Linked DNA regions of Mus musculus: regions 1 and 3 are each linked to region 2. Evidence: chromatin contacts called from public promoter capture Hi-C data. All regions are on one chromosome and are shown on one strand. Each heading gives the region's core, a stretch centred on a gene start, on an enhancer-like site or on the middle of the called end of the contact. The rest is flanking DNA. Distances are from core to core; before and after follow the strand shown. Region 1 holds the start of Shisa2 (shisa family member 2). Region 2 holds the start of Sap18 (Sin3-associated polypeptide 18). Region 3 holds the start of Mphosph8 (M-phase phosphoprotein 8).

Region 1 (4,234 bases), core at 15-2,514, 1.8 Mb after region 2:
TAATCAGGGTTGGGCCTAGTTAGTTTGTGGGTTGGAGACCACCCTGCTTGAGGGAAACGGTTCGAGGAGCCAAGGTGAATCCCCAGAACTCGATTCGGAATGTGCTTATGAAATGAATGCTTCTTCAATGTTGGAGTTTTGTTCATTTCTTAGCTTATAGGGGTTGATGTTTGGCGCATTTAAAATATGTCTTTTCAAGACTGGAGTGGAGCTCTGTGGTAAAGCATTTCCTTCCCAGGCCACGCTCTGGGGTTCCGTGCAAGGGTCCCTTAAATGACAAGAATAAGGTGTTTTGTTGGGCACAGGCACAGAAGGAAGAGTTTTCTCTGTGAATATTTTCTGGGATGAGTGGAAGGCTTAATTCTCAATGTTTTAGGTAAGGGTTGCACTAAGAGCCCTACAGTGGTTTAACTCAAAAATGTCTTTGCTATGGACAAAATTGCCTTGTATTCTTGTTACAGCCAGTTCTCCATTAGATACACAAAGAAACAGCCCGGAAACACGTGATGGTTCCTCCTTCAGGGGCTGGGTTTAGCATTCACATGGAATGACTCCAGCTGAGAAAGACGCAGTAGGTCCTTTAAAAATACTCATCGTTACTTTAATAGCATCAGCACCTGCTCAGCTGCTTCAAGAGTGAAGCTATTCGTTTCTTCTCAGAATGTCTGGCGTCTGAACCCTTGCCTTCTTCCTGGCTGCAGCTGTCTAAGCCAAGGAGGTCAAGTGTCACACGGAGGCACCTTTCTGCCGGACGCCAACAATCACCACACCAAATTAGGGAGGGGAAAAGAAAACTAATAAAATAATATAGTTAATTTAGTCAGTGACCCTATTGACTTTCTTGCTGACCTCTTTACTGTGCAGTGCCATGGCACCGGGAGGCCAGGCACCACAGCTCAGATAGGGTTTGTGTTCGTCCTGGGCCTGGAGGTTGAAAGCTGAGCAAGACAAGTCTATCTGAGTGATGACTGAGTCCTCTGTAACATGGAAAGTAAGAATTATTCTTTGGAGAGTTGTCAGAGTAACTCGGAATGTTGGACGTCGAAGATCCGCACTAAACTTACTTCTGCTATCCTTGTTTTAACTGGCTTCCAAGGCGTGGCTGACTTAAAACGTGTTTTCCCACTTGTCTGTTCTGTTCACCCGCACCGCTGCCTGGCCACTGCCACACCTTTGGTGAAGGAAAGTGAAGGGCTACGAGTGTCCCCTGGCGGAGGGAAAGCCCTCTCGGCACGCATGCGCGCAGGGGAGCCTCCAGCCCCTCTTTAAGTGAGGAGCGCGGTGCGCAGCCGGGCAGTCGGAGCTGGCTCGCAGCCTTGCCAGGCGAGCGTGGGGTGTCCGCGCGCTCCTCTGCTCCCATAGCCCGAGGGACTGAAACTTCCGTGGGCGGCTCCCACCGGAGCGCACTGCCGGGGGCGCACCAGCGACAGGGAGAAAGGAGACCAGACGCGGGCTGCAGTAGGAGCCGGGGAGGGCAGCCCGCTGGCCCGGCGCCCAACAGCAGCCGCGCGGCCGCCGCCAGCCGGGCGGGCTCCGGGACTGCAGGGGAGGTGCGGGCACTCGCAGCGTCCCGAGCGGTGGCCGGAGCCATGAGGACCGAGCACAGAGTGGCGGAGGCAGAGCGCAGCCGGCCGCTGCTGCACTTGCCGCCGGGAGCACTGCGCGCACTGCCCGCCTCCTTCGCTGCTTCTCGCAGGGGAAGTGAATAGAGGGGGAAAGCAGCCACCAGCTCCGGACTCTGATGCTGAAACGCTCCAGCCGCGGCCTGGCTCCTGGTCGGCAGCGAGGCGTCCCCTCGAGGATGCCCAAAGAAGGTCGGATCACAAGCCAAGCTTTCAGAAACGTTTCTTCTGTGATGCCCCTGTGAAGGCCGAACCTAGCAGGGACGTGGTCACTCGCAAGGAGGGATGACTTAGACCCTGGCTCTGCAGCCTGGGCTTCGCCTCAGAGGGGAGTGTTCCTCACGGAAAGCCCCAGGGATCGCCGAACCATAACTTCTTGGGGGAGATCTGTGACCTCTAGAGACATCACCGGTGCCCAGGGCAGTGCCATGTGGGGCGGACGCTGCTCACCTTCCACCTCTTCCAGGCACCGCGCGTCGCTGCTGCAGCTGCTGCTGGCCGCGCTGCTGGCGGCGGGGGCGCGGGCCAGCGGCGAGTACTGCCACGGCTGGCTGGACGCGCAGGGCGTCTGGCGCATCGGCTTCCAGTGCCCCGAGCGCTTCGACGGCGGCGACGCCACCATCTGCTGCGGCAGCTGCGCGCTGCGCTACTGCTGCTCCAGCGCCGAGGCGCGCCTAGACCAGGGCGGCTGCGACAACGACCGCCAGCAGGGCGTAGGGGAGCCTGGCCGGACAGACCGAGAAGGCCCAGACAGCTCGGCAGGTAGGCGAGCAGCAGCCAGGTGCAAAGAGGGAGCGGGAGGGCGGTTGCTTTGCCTGGGCAAGAAGGACCAGGAAGCCTGGAGATTTTAGGAAAGGGCCGGGGAGCAGAAACCTGAGTTTTTTGTTTTTGTTTGGGGGTTGTTTTTGTTTTTGTTTTGTTTTGTTTCCCCTACTCATTAACTTTGTATGAAGTGGGGCAAAAAACCTCGAGAAAAAACACGTTGCTTCTGTTCATGGTCCGTGCCTTCCTTTCCCTTCGTCCCATTTCCACTGGGCTTAATCTTGGGAATAGTCAAGAAAATGACAAGGGTGCACCCCTCTGGAGAAGGCTTGTCCAGGGTTCTCCTCCAAGGGTCCTCAGACGGAGGGCAGTTCTGGGGGACAGCAGACGACTTCCCGTGGGTGACGCACCTTTTCACATCTCAGGGATCCCTTCTCTCCCGCAGGAGCCAGTGCACAGCTCCCTGTGACCACCTAGGCCTCTGGGAATCTGGATTGGCCTCCTTAGGCTGACTTGATAGACGTGCCACTGGAACGGAGCCCAACTTTGCTCATTGAGACTTTTGACTATTTCTTAATAGACAAAGCCAGATTTTGAAAGTAAGCCTGTCAAATAATTTAGTAGATGGCATTTCCTTAAGGAGAGGCTGCCAAATTGAGTCTCTCTCTGTGCGTGTGTGTGTGTGTGTGTGTGTGTGTGTGTGTGTGTGTGTGTGTGTGTGTGAATGAGTGCTACAGGCACATACATAGGTTTGGAGCTGCCTGCGCTTTGGCACAGGTGGTTTCTGCTTTATAGAGCAGTCTCCAGCCCAGCAGCTCTTTGCAGTGCAGTTAAGCGTTTTCTTAGTTTGCTCTTCCTGCTGCTGTTGCACTGACTTCAGTCTGAAAGGAGGAGAACTGAGGGTCGTTCTGGAGAAGGCACCATCTGAACTGCAGCTCAGTTTGCGGAGTGTGTGGTCTGGGAACAAAGCCTAGAGAAAAGAGCCAAATGGCTACAATAAGGTGTCTGTTCAATTGGGCTTGTTAATAACTTCTAAAAGTCGGGATGGAGTTGGCTAAGGCTGGAGGCAGCGGCCTTCTCACACTGTGGATGCTGGCCATGGCTGCCCTTCACTCCACTCCTAAATCTTTAAGTCTCCCGGTTCTCTCACAGCCCTTCTGCAATGAAGGACGAATTGCCCAATTAAGCCTGCGGGGGCTTGTGGTAGCACTGCATTCTTTACCCCTGTGTAGTTATTTACACTTCCAATTAAGAATCCTGGAAAGAGAACAGTTATTTCTCCCCCAAACTCATTATGTGGGCTGAGACTGATTTCAGCTGGATTTTGCTATCATATTGGAGGTAAAACTTCTCTGTGGGTTTTTGTTTGTTTGTTTGTTTGTTTGTTTGCCATTTATAACATGAGGGAGCTGGTATCTTAATTTAGGGAATGAGATATTTTTACTGTGTGTAGGAAAGGGCTTGGCTCTCACTGCTTGGACGGGGCCTCCAGTGCTGGTGTAATGAGAATGGTACAGCTGTGGGAGCCAGCTGGGCTGCAGATGGCAGCAAGCCTTCTGGTCTGCGGAACGGACCCTGAGTACAGAAGTGGCTCTGCTCAGCAGTTTATTTCTCTGTGATTCTGTGTGCTATGTGAATGGGGACGCCTACTCCCAGGATAGAGTCTGCAAAAGCCATTCGCAGATCTGACCTTTGAGGTCTGGGCTCCGTGTTGCCCCATCGGAAATGCTGGCAACTGTGCCTCACCAAGACTGGTGAGACCCATGAACCCCTGTTCAGATGGAGTCCTTAGGGAGGGCTGGGCTTGGCTCAGTGGTGACATGGTTCCTTAGCATCTGGGAGGACTCTGT
Region 2 (4,303 bases), core at 1,600-4,099:
ACTTCACTATGCTGGTACCAATTTCTGTATTAGTCAGGGTTCTCTAGAGTCACAGAACTTATTGGTAGTCTCTATATAGTTAGGGAATTAGTTGATGACTTACAGTCTGTAGTCCAACTCCCAACAATGGTCAGCAGCAGCTGTAAATGGAAGTCCAAAGATCTAGCAGTTGCTCAGTCCCACAAAGCAAGCAGGTGAAGGAGAGAGAGAGAGAGAGAGAGAGAGAGAGAGTAAATCTTCTTTCTTCCAATGTCCTTATGTAGGTCTCCAGCAGGATGTGTGGCCCAGATTAAAGGTGTGTGCCACCATGCCTGGATCTGGGACTTTCTTTGTCCCAGATGACTTTGAACTCAGAGATCTCCCTTTCTTAATCTTCTGGGATTCATAGTCATTATATCTCAAGATTTCCATGACAAAATCTAGGTCAGAAACTTGTATCTCTCTGCCTCCAGATTAGGATCACAGGTGAGTTGTCCAATTCTGGATTGTAGTTCATTCCAAATATAGTCAAGTTGACAACCAGGAATAGCCACTACATCCCTTGGAGTAGTTCTTCTTCCCTCCTGTGTTCTGAAGCAGTGTCTTATATTTATTTTAGCCTCAAATTTACTTTGTAGTCAAAGATGACTTGAACTCTTTATCTTCCTATCACCCAAATGTGGAGATAAAGGAATAAAGGCATATGCAACTATGCTTAGTTTTTGAATTGCTGGAGATCAAATCTAGGGCCTTGAGTATGCTAAGCAAGAACTCTACAAAATGAATGACATCCTAACTTTTTTTTACTTTTTTTTTCTTTTTATCAATTCATTGGTGTGGATTTTGTTGTTGGTGGGTTTTTTTTTCTGTTTTCTTTCTTTTGTTCTCTGTCTCTGTGTCTCTGACTCTCTCTCTCTCTCTCTCTCTCTCTCTCTCTCTCTCTCTCTGTGTGTGTGTGTGTGTGTGTGTGTGTGTTTCTTCGAGACAGGTCTTCATAGTCCTGGCTATTCTGGAACTCACTCTGCAGACCAGGCTGGCTTCAAACCCACAGAGATCCACCTTATGGCTAATATTTTAAGTAATGAAAACTCCAGATTTGGCAGAGAGGTGTCCTGTGATGGATTGGTAATCTGGCCACTTGGCAGAGGATGCAGCGGTATGATGGGGATCCAGCAGTCGTCCCAGAAGTAAGGAAAGCAGCTTATAATAAAGATGTAGAAGTAGAGGTGTCTACAAGGCGGAGGACCTCTGAATTTAGCAGATAGTGAAGGTACAAGACAGGAATTTAGGCAGAGATTTAGCAAGTTGTGTTGTCCCACCCTGCCTTGGGTCTGTTAACGACTAGGAGCACAGCAGTTTAGGGAAGGAGGTCCTAGATAGAGGATTTAGTAAGGCCTGGCTTGTCCTCGCTACAGGAGCAGCTTCTGTCTGAAGTTATGAGCATTCTACATCCTCTTAAATCTGTTTATTTTTATGCTGTGTGTATGGGTGTTTTGACTGTTTTCATGTCTGTGCACCACATGCATGCAGTGCCCAAAGGAAGCCAGAAGAGGACATCAGAGCCTCTGGAACTGGAGTTACAGGTGTTTTGAATTGTAGCCTGGTCCTCTGTAAGAACCTCAAGTGAAGAGCATTCTCATAATGTCTCTGGATATACTCCTAGCAAAGATTTTCTCTAGAGTCTATCAGCAAGAAGGGGTTGTAAGGACTAGAGGATGACTAGCAAGGAACCCTAAAGAATCCAAAGTGTGTGCCAGCTTGCCTTCTCACCGGAGTTCAGAAGTGCCAAGGCCAACAGCTGCTACTGGCAGTGTCTAATTTTTGCAGATATACTACATCCGATTTGTTTGTAAAGCAATCTATTAAAAGCAGTCACCAGATCTTTAACGAACTCTCTGGGTTAGCAGTGACATTCCGAACCTTACATGCTTACTGTCTAGATTTCATTTTTAAAGCAACTGCTTTAAAATGGAGCTATGGGGTTTATGTTTTAGTATCTATAGCATATTGTGAAGGTTTCTTTCTTCCTTCCTTCCTTCCTTTCTATCTTTCCTTCTTTCTCTCTCTCTCTCTCTCTCTCTCTCTCTCTCTCTTTCTTTCTTTCTTTCTTTCTTTCTTTCTTTCTTTCTTTCTTTTTCTGAGACAGGGTTTCTCTGTGTAGCCCTGACTGTCCTGGAACTCACTCTGTAGACCAGGCTGGCCTCAAATGCAGAAGTCAGCCTGCCTCTGCCTCCCAAGTACTGGGATTAAAGGAGTGCGCCACCACTGGCCGGCATGAAGGTTTTTTCAATCAGTCTTTCTCACTGATACTTTTGTAGTTTTTGTTTTGAAACAGGCTCTCTCCACATAGCCCTGACTGTCCTGACACTCTGAAGACCAGGTGAAGGTATGCATCACCATGCCGCTGGATTTGCCTCTCTTGAATTTTGCGTGACATAAAAAGAGCCTATTTCATTCATAGCCCCTAAACAGACAGCTTTACCCCATCATCTACAGAAAAGGTATCATTTCGCTGGCCTTGCAGTACCTTTCTGCACTGGGGGTCCATATTAACCAGTTCAGTCGGTTTATCATCACTATGACTACCTGGTTCATATTTTTACATGTCATGTGAATTTTCTTAAGTTTTTCGTGATCGCTACACATTTTCATCACTACGCATGAAAATATTACGTTAAGCTGACCTGGGCAGTGAGCACGTAAGAAAACAACTAAGAACGATCAAGACGCCTGTAGAGCACTGCGCATGCGTGTGCCCCACCCCTCTCCCCAAGGCAACACGTACGCGCGCGCGTGCGTGCGTGTGCACCCACACATACGGAAATACGCCTGCGCCATGCGATGCCCCGCCTTGCCACTCGTTTCCTATAAAACCTCGTGCCTTTCCTCGCGAGAGACGACTAGCTCATGCTCGCCGCAGGGGTCGGAGGTCAGGGCGAGCGTCTCCCGGGCCGAAGGAGGAAGATGGCGGTGGAGTCGCGCGTTACCCAGGAGGAAATTAAGAAGGAGCCGGAGAAGCCGATCGACCGCGAGAAGGTGCGGGTTGCGGGCGGCTGCGGGGCAGAGGTGGCAGCAGCGGCGAGCTGGCGGGAGGGCGGGCGCGGCCTGCGGACGGGTGGGCGGGCAGGCCAAATGGCGCGCCCGAGGCTGACTCCCTGCTTCTCCGCAGACCTGCCCGCTCCTGCTGCGGGTCTTCACCACCAACAACGGCCGCCACCACCGAATGGACGAGTTCTCCCGCGGGAACGTGCCTTCGAGCGAGCTGCAGATCTACACCTGGTGAGCCGCGCGGGACCCGGGCCTGGCGGGCTGCGTCCTCGGGGACAGCCAGGGCGGGCTCGCCCGCCGTGTGACGCCTTTCGGGAGTGGGGATGAAACGTTAGGTCAGAGTGAACTGACCGGCGTCGCTCTCGCCGTGTGGCCGCCCGGTACAAAAGGATACGTAGGTAGCTTACGGTGCGGTAGGATAAGATGGTAGAGGACGGGGAGGGAGATGGCTGTTGAGTGAACCGTGTTCGCAGAGTGGAGGCAATGGGAAGCCTCGAGCCACGCAGCACCAAGATATTAAAAAGCACCATCAACACCGAGCCCTTTCTGCCCCGGCCCTTGGTGTCAAAGCGTTTGGTGTTTGCACGGTGAGGACGGCTGTCCCAAGTGTTTCATCTCCGAGTACCTGCCTTGCTCAGGACCCACGCAGCTAGGACCGTTACAGGCTTGTCCTTTGGATTGTGTCAGGTTGACACTGTAATAGCTTTGGAAAAGCAGCAAAGGCGAATTTTAATACATTTTTGTTGCGGTGGTAAGATACACCACAAAAGAGTCCCTTTCTCGGGAAAACAGACAAACAACCCCCCATCCCCCCACCCCCATCCAAAACACGAGCTAGTGATTGAATTTATAAGGGAAAACTACTGAGTAGCGGCTGAATTTAAGCCACTCTCCACATACTAAAATTCCGTGTCCCCCAACAAATGAATTTTCCAGCTTGCCCGGACTTTGCTTAAGTGCTGCTTTTCTATTCCGTGAGCCCAGCTTTCTAAAGAGGGTTATCTCTCTGTTATCTGTAGAGATTGTTCCAGAACCACATGGATATCAAAATCTTGGAATAATCAAGTTTTTCACTTTAAAAATGTAGTGTTTACTGTACACACCTTTCAGCATATGCTCTTGAGACTTTCTGCTATAAAGCTTACCCTTCTTCTGCTAGGGCACTCAGACTGTAAAAGCTTGTTTAATTTTTAAAAATTGCCTCAAAAGAAAATCAGAGTTTATGCCAGCATTGAAGTTCACTAGGAACGATATATAAAATTTCGGAGTTAATTGC
Region 3 (4,723 bases), core at 1,500-3,999, 1.1 Mb before region 2:
TTCTCAGGGTTTTTCAGCTTAATTTTCTGCAAAGAATGAATTAGGCATAAGAAAACGCTGAAAAAGAGCTGCGGTGTCCAGGAGCCTTGGGACTTAAAAATATTAGAGATATAGACTTTATTAGATCCATAAACAAAAGAATTTTAAGAGGCAGTCATGATAGAAAATAACAGCTACAGTAACTTCTGCAAGTCACCCTCTCCTGAAGTTGCTTCAATTCAGTGTGCCTCGTTCTTGGAAGCCTCATCAAAATTCTCCACCAGATCTGGAACTTCCTCCTCCTCCTCCTCTTCCTCCTCCAGGAGCAAGTGGTGCTTTTCCATCCACAGATTGTTTGGGCAGAACTTCAGCCGGTCTCCTTAAACTAGTCAGACCGTCTGCACCCAGCTGGTTTAGGATGCTGGCAAGCATTTCTGTCAGCCGCTCTGTCTCAGCGTGGCCTGTAATGGTAAAAGTGCCAGAAATGCCTCAACTTTAGGGTTGTTAAAATGATTCACTGTTCCATGGTTTGTAAACATGTTCACCTCTTCATACCAGAGATATTGTTTACCCCTAACTTCTTTAAGGAGAACTGCAGGGTTTTTTTTTTTTATCATCTGCCATGCTGTTCTGTGAAATATCTCCTTCTTTCTTCAAAAAGCTTCTTTTCCACCAATGGGCATTTGTGCCTGCAGTTTGAATTTTTGCTGGTTCACAGTATTTCTTTCATCTTTTTGGAGTGGAAATGGGGCCTGCATGGGGTACCTCAGTTTGTACTGAGGGGGTCTCTGGCAGACCAGCTGAGATAAGGTACACAATTTGGGGACACAAGAGGCTAGAGGGAGGCTGGAAGTAATGTCAGAAAAATATTTTCTTAAGTGACGTTTCCTAGCAGTATTGTATGCACATAGAACAATTGTTACTTATTCATAATCTGCACAAATAACTTCGTTATATCATTCTCTGATGTATGCTGATATGTCTATGTTGTCTTCCATCTATATCTGATATCTATGTATTAATCTATCTAAAGGTGTTTTTTAAACCAGTCTGGCTTTGAAGACTTCACTCTCCTGCCTCAGCCTTTGGAAGGCTGGGGTTATAGGAATGTGACCTGTTTTAAAGTTAGTATGTCTCTCTGGTGAAACTTACTCCACACACTTAGATTAATAAAGGAGAGAGCTCTTTAATAATACCATAAATCTGGCTCTGGATACTGCTCAAAGAGGAGCTAGTTGTGAACAGATTTTTTACTAACTTACACTCATTTTCGGCTTATACATGCCACATAAGCTATTATTCTGAAATCTCTTTCAGGTTCCAGATGCAGGTTACTCTTGGAACAATTTTAATACAGACAGGAGACTGAAAGTCTAGTCACTCAGGCAGATACAAGAGGTACACAGCGAAGATAGTCAGAATTATTTCTAAGCATATACACCAGTGTTGTTCTTTTCAAATAGTTGTTATTCAGGGTCCTCTTGCCTACCTACCAGCAGAGTTAGGCTTTTCCTCACAAGGGCACAGGGGATTTAATGGCAAACTAGGACTTAATGATAGGTGTGACTTGGGGCTCAGCCATTGAGCTGCCCCTTAGAGGCTTTTTTTTTTTTTTTTTTTTTAATAAGGTGGATAGGCTTAATGGCTGGTTGTAAGTTAGGGTTGTCTCCTTTTGTTGTGGAAATGGAGTCTAATTGGAGGTCAATCTTAGTGCACTAACGTTAACAGAAACTTTCTCAGCAACCCAAAACTTCAATGTTGGCACAAAAATGTCTTTCCTAGAGTTTGTAATAAGCCTGGTAATTCTCTTCCAATCATATCGCAGGCTCGCTTCCTAGTGACTCCTTTGTAGCATCAATATTACTCGTTTCTCTTGCATCAACCCCGCACCTGCTTCTGATATTTTCAATTCAATAAGAAGCAAGGGAACTTGGGAACAAACACATAGGTGGTTTTGGCTTGGTTTATCAGGTGTGAATGATCCAATTAATTAAGTATAGCCCAAATGGGGCCAAGCCAGGCAACCTGGGCTCTATCTTTTGAAGGAGAGAACCAACTTTTACTCAGCTACTAGGACCAAGCCTCCAACCATCACCTGCCAGACAAACGCCCTATCACTGAACTACTTTCAAAGCCCAACAAGTAAATCCCATAAATTATTACTTGATACAGTGTCTTGCTGTAAAGATTGGCCTTTCTCCTGACAGAAGAGAATACATATTGGGGGAATTCTCTCGCTATGTATGCCCTTGGAAATTAAACTCAGGTCCTCATATTTGGCGACCAGGGCCGTAATCTGCTGAACCACCTCCGGGTCCCTATTCTCTATCTATAAACGCTACTCACTAAAATGAAATATCCCTATAGGCTATATGTAATTGATTCGACCGCAGACGCCATATAAGCCAGCCAAAACCATACGAAAGGATTCCTGGGCAGCCATTCCGCACAGGCGGGTCTCGCTAACACTGGGGGTCCCTTTCCCAGAATCCTCATGGTCTCCTTCCGACAATCCAAACAACAGGTCTCCTCAGGCAGCGGGCGTCACCGGAGTTTGGGAGGTGAGGTGCTAGGACCGCCCCTCGCAGTCTCCCCAGGGGAGCCCTTCCGCTCTTCCCTGAGGCAGCGTTCTTCCTCAGAGTCCGTCGACCCGCCCATCCACTTCCCGTGAACTCCCCAGGGAGCCGGGGAGCGCGCCTTTGCGTGATTGGCCGTTCTGTGTGTCAATCCAGAGCTCGGCGCCCACAATTGGCTGGCTTGCCTCACGGTCGAGTCACGCCGCTGGAGCGGATTAGGGCGGAGCGGCAGGCGCGCGGTGCTGTCCCGCTGTGGGTCGCCGGCGGTTTTTCGCGTTGGTTTTGCACTGCGTCTGTGATGGCGGCGGCGGCTGAGGAGGGCATGAGTGCGGCCGCTCTAGTTATGTCAGTTCCCGACAGCATTGGCCGTTCTCCCGAGTCCGAAGGAGTTGGAGCAGGGGACGAAGAGAAGGACGCAGCCACCAAAGGAACGGTGGCCGTTGGGGACAGCGAGGAGGATGGGGAGGACGTTTTCGAGGTGGAGAGGATCCTGGACATGAAGTGCGAGGGAGTATGTGGGGGCTGAGCGGCCGGACAGGGAGTCTCCGGGGCGGGGACGGCGGGTTGGGAGAATCCGAGTGGGACGCCGAACAGCCTGGAACAGCTTGGGAGGACGGTGGCGGTCCGTAGGCGCAGACTGACATCCTGGAGAGGACCCTGGCCGCAGTCGGTGGAGGATGGATGCTTAGGGAAGTTCTAAGTGTTGTTTTGGCAGAAGAGACGAAGCGGTGACATGGAATGTTGAGAATCGTAGGATGCAAGGCAGCTGGTGGGAGACTTCTGTGGCCTTCAGCATTCGGGTATACGGTTAGGGCCATGGCTTTCCGTTAGGAAAGACTGGAGGATTCTCTACACCGTTGTCCCAATGTTTTCTAAAAGTAGAAAATGCTCCTTGGCTTAAATTCAGGAAATCCCATTCACACCGAGTGCCCGGGACAGTAAAGGTTTCCCAACCCAAAGTGTCCCTTTTCTGCGCGTTTTATGAGTGTAACTCAAGAGATTTAGAGTAAGCTTGAAAGGACAATCTTCGCACATCGTGCTTGAACACTTAACATCCTCCTTGCTGCGAATGTCGTCCCCGGGAGAAATTCTTAGTCTGTATTTCCAAGGCTTGGGATCCATCTGTTTGTGATACCTTTTCTCCCCTCTCTTCCCTTACCCGAGCTCTGCAGAAAAAGGTGCTTTCTCAGTTCTGTCCTTACTCTCTTACCTCTATTTAAGTCATTGTCTTTTATCTCTGTATTTGTCTTTTCTGCTCTAGATTGTGGGCTCCTTTAATCAGGGGATGTGGTTTATAATAATGCTTGAATCACGGACACTTAGTCCAGTAACAGCAAAGGCTGATTTTGTTGTTGCCGTTATCTGATACCGTGTACTGGACCCAGGGTTTCATGAATGCAAGGCAAGAGCTTTACCACAGAGATCTATCTCACGGCTGTGGGATTATTGAATGAGTAAACGAAATGGGAATTTGGAGAAAGGAGAAGATAAGGGCTGTAGATAGGAATCGTGCCTATACGATGGTTTTGTTTCTGTTGTATTTTCTGTCATTTGTTATCTGCCATATGCCAACTTTCATCTTAATTTTTAATCCATTGACAAACTTTTTTTTTTAATGGACTGCTGTTTACCCTGTGCCATGTTGGCTTGATGGTAGACATTTCTTTAAAGTGGTGCTTTTCTCTGAGAACTCCTGTTTTGTTTTGTTTTGTTTTTGAGACAAGATTTCTCTGTTTAGACCAGGCTGGCCTTAAAACTCAAAAATGTGCCTGCATCTGCCTCCTGGATGCTGGGATTAAAGACCACCACTGCCTGGCCTGATGGTAGAGATTTTTTTTTTCTTTTTAAAGACGAAATTCTAGCCTATATTGTTATTTTTATGTATATGGTTGTTCAGCCTTATGTCTGTCTGTGCCACATTTGTGAGCCGAGAAGAGAGCATTTGTTCTCCTGGAACTGAAATTGCAAATAGTTGTGAGCTGCCACATGGGTACTGGGAATGGATCCTAAATTACTCTTAGCCACAGAGACAATGGCTCCAGGCTCCCTCTGCATCTGCATACCCCACTTGGTCACTCCCTGCTTTTTGAGGTAGGGTCTCAGAAGTCCAGGCTGACTTAGAGCCTGAGACCTTCCTGCAGTTACTGACACTGGAAAATTTTCAAGGG

The links. Promoter capture Hi-C pulls out the DNA fragments that hold promoters and counts their contacts.
Region 1: a contact with region 2 is called in a promoter capture Hi-C map of embryonic stem cells, with 3 times the contacts expected there. The contact joins the promoter of Shisa2 here to the promoter of Sap18 in region 2. A contact is called at or near these places in 2 of 39 promoter capture datasets (embryonic stem cells and hippocampal neurons).
Region 3: a contact with region 2 is called in a promoter capture Hi-C map of second pharyngeal arch cranial neural crest. The contact joins the promoter of Mphosph8 here to the promoter of Sap18 in region 2. A contact is called at or near these places in 3 of 39 promoter capture datasets (cranial neural crest, pre-B cells and second pharyngeal arch cranial neural crest).

What each region holds. Positions count from the first base shown.
Region 1 is chr14:59,624,017-59,628,250 of GRCm38.p6, forward strand. Shisa2 (shisa family member 2) reads left to right here and starts at 1,265. Exons shown (of 2, transcript NM_145463.5): 1 at 1,265-2,384. The coding sequence starts at 2,051.
Region 2 is chr14:57,795,340-57,799,642 of GRCm38.p6, forward strand. Sap18 (Sin3-associated polypeptide 18) reads left to right here and starts at 2,850. Exons shown (of 4, transcript NM_009119.3): 1 at 2,850-3,015; 2 at 3,149-3,258. The coding sequence starts at 2,887. Mir3077 (microRNA 3077) reads left to right here and starts at 3,085; the gene lies at 3,085-3,148.
Region 3 is chr14:56,665,499-56,670,221 of GRCm38.p6, forward strand. Mphosph8 (M-phase phosphoprotein 8) reads left to right here and starts at 2,750. Exons shown (of 14, transcript NM_023773.2): 1 at 2,750-3,066. The coding sequence starts at 2,854. It also overlaps the pseudogene Gm4032.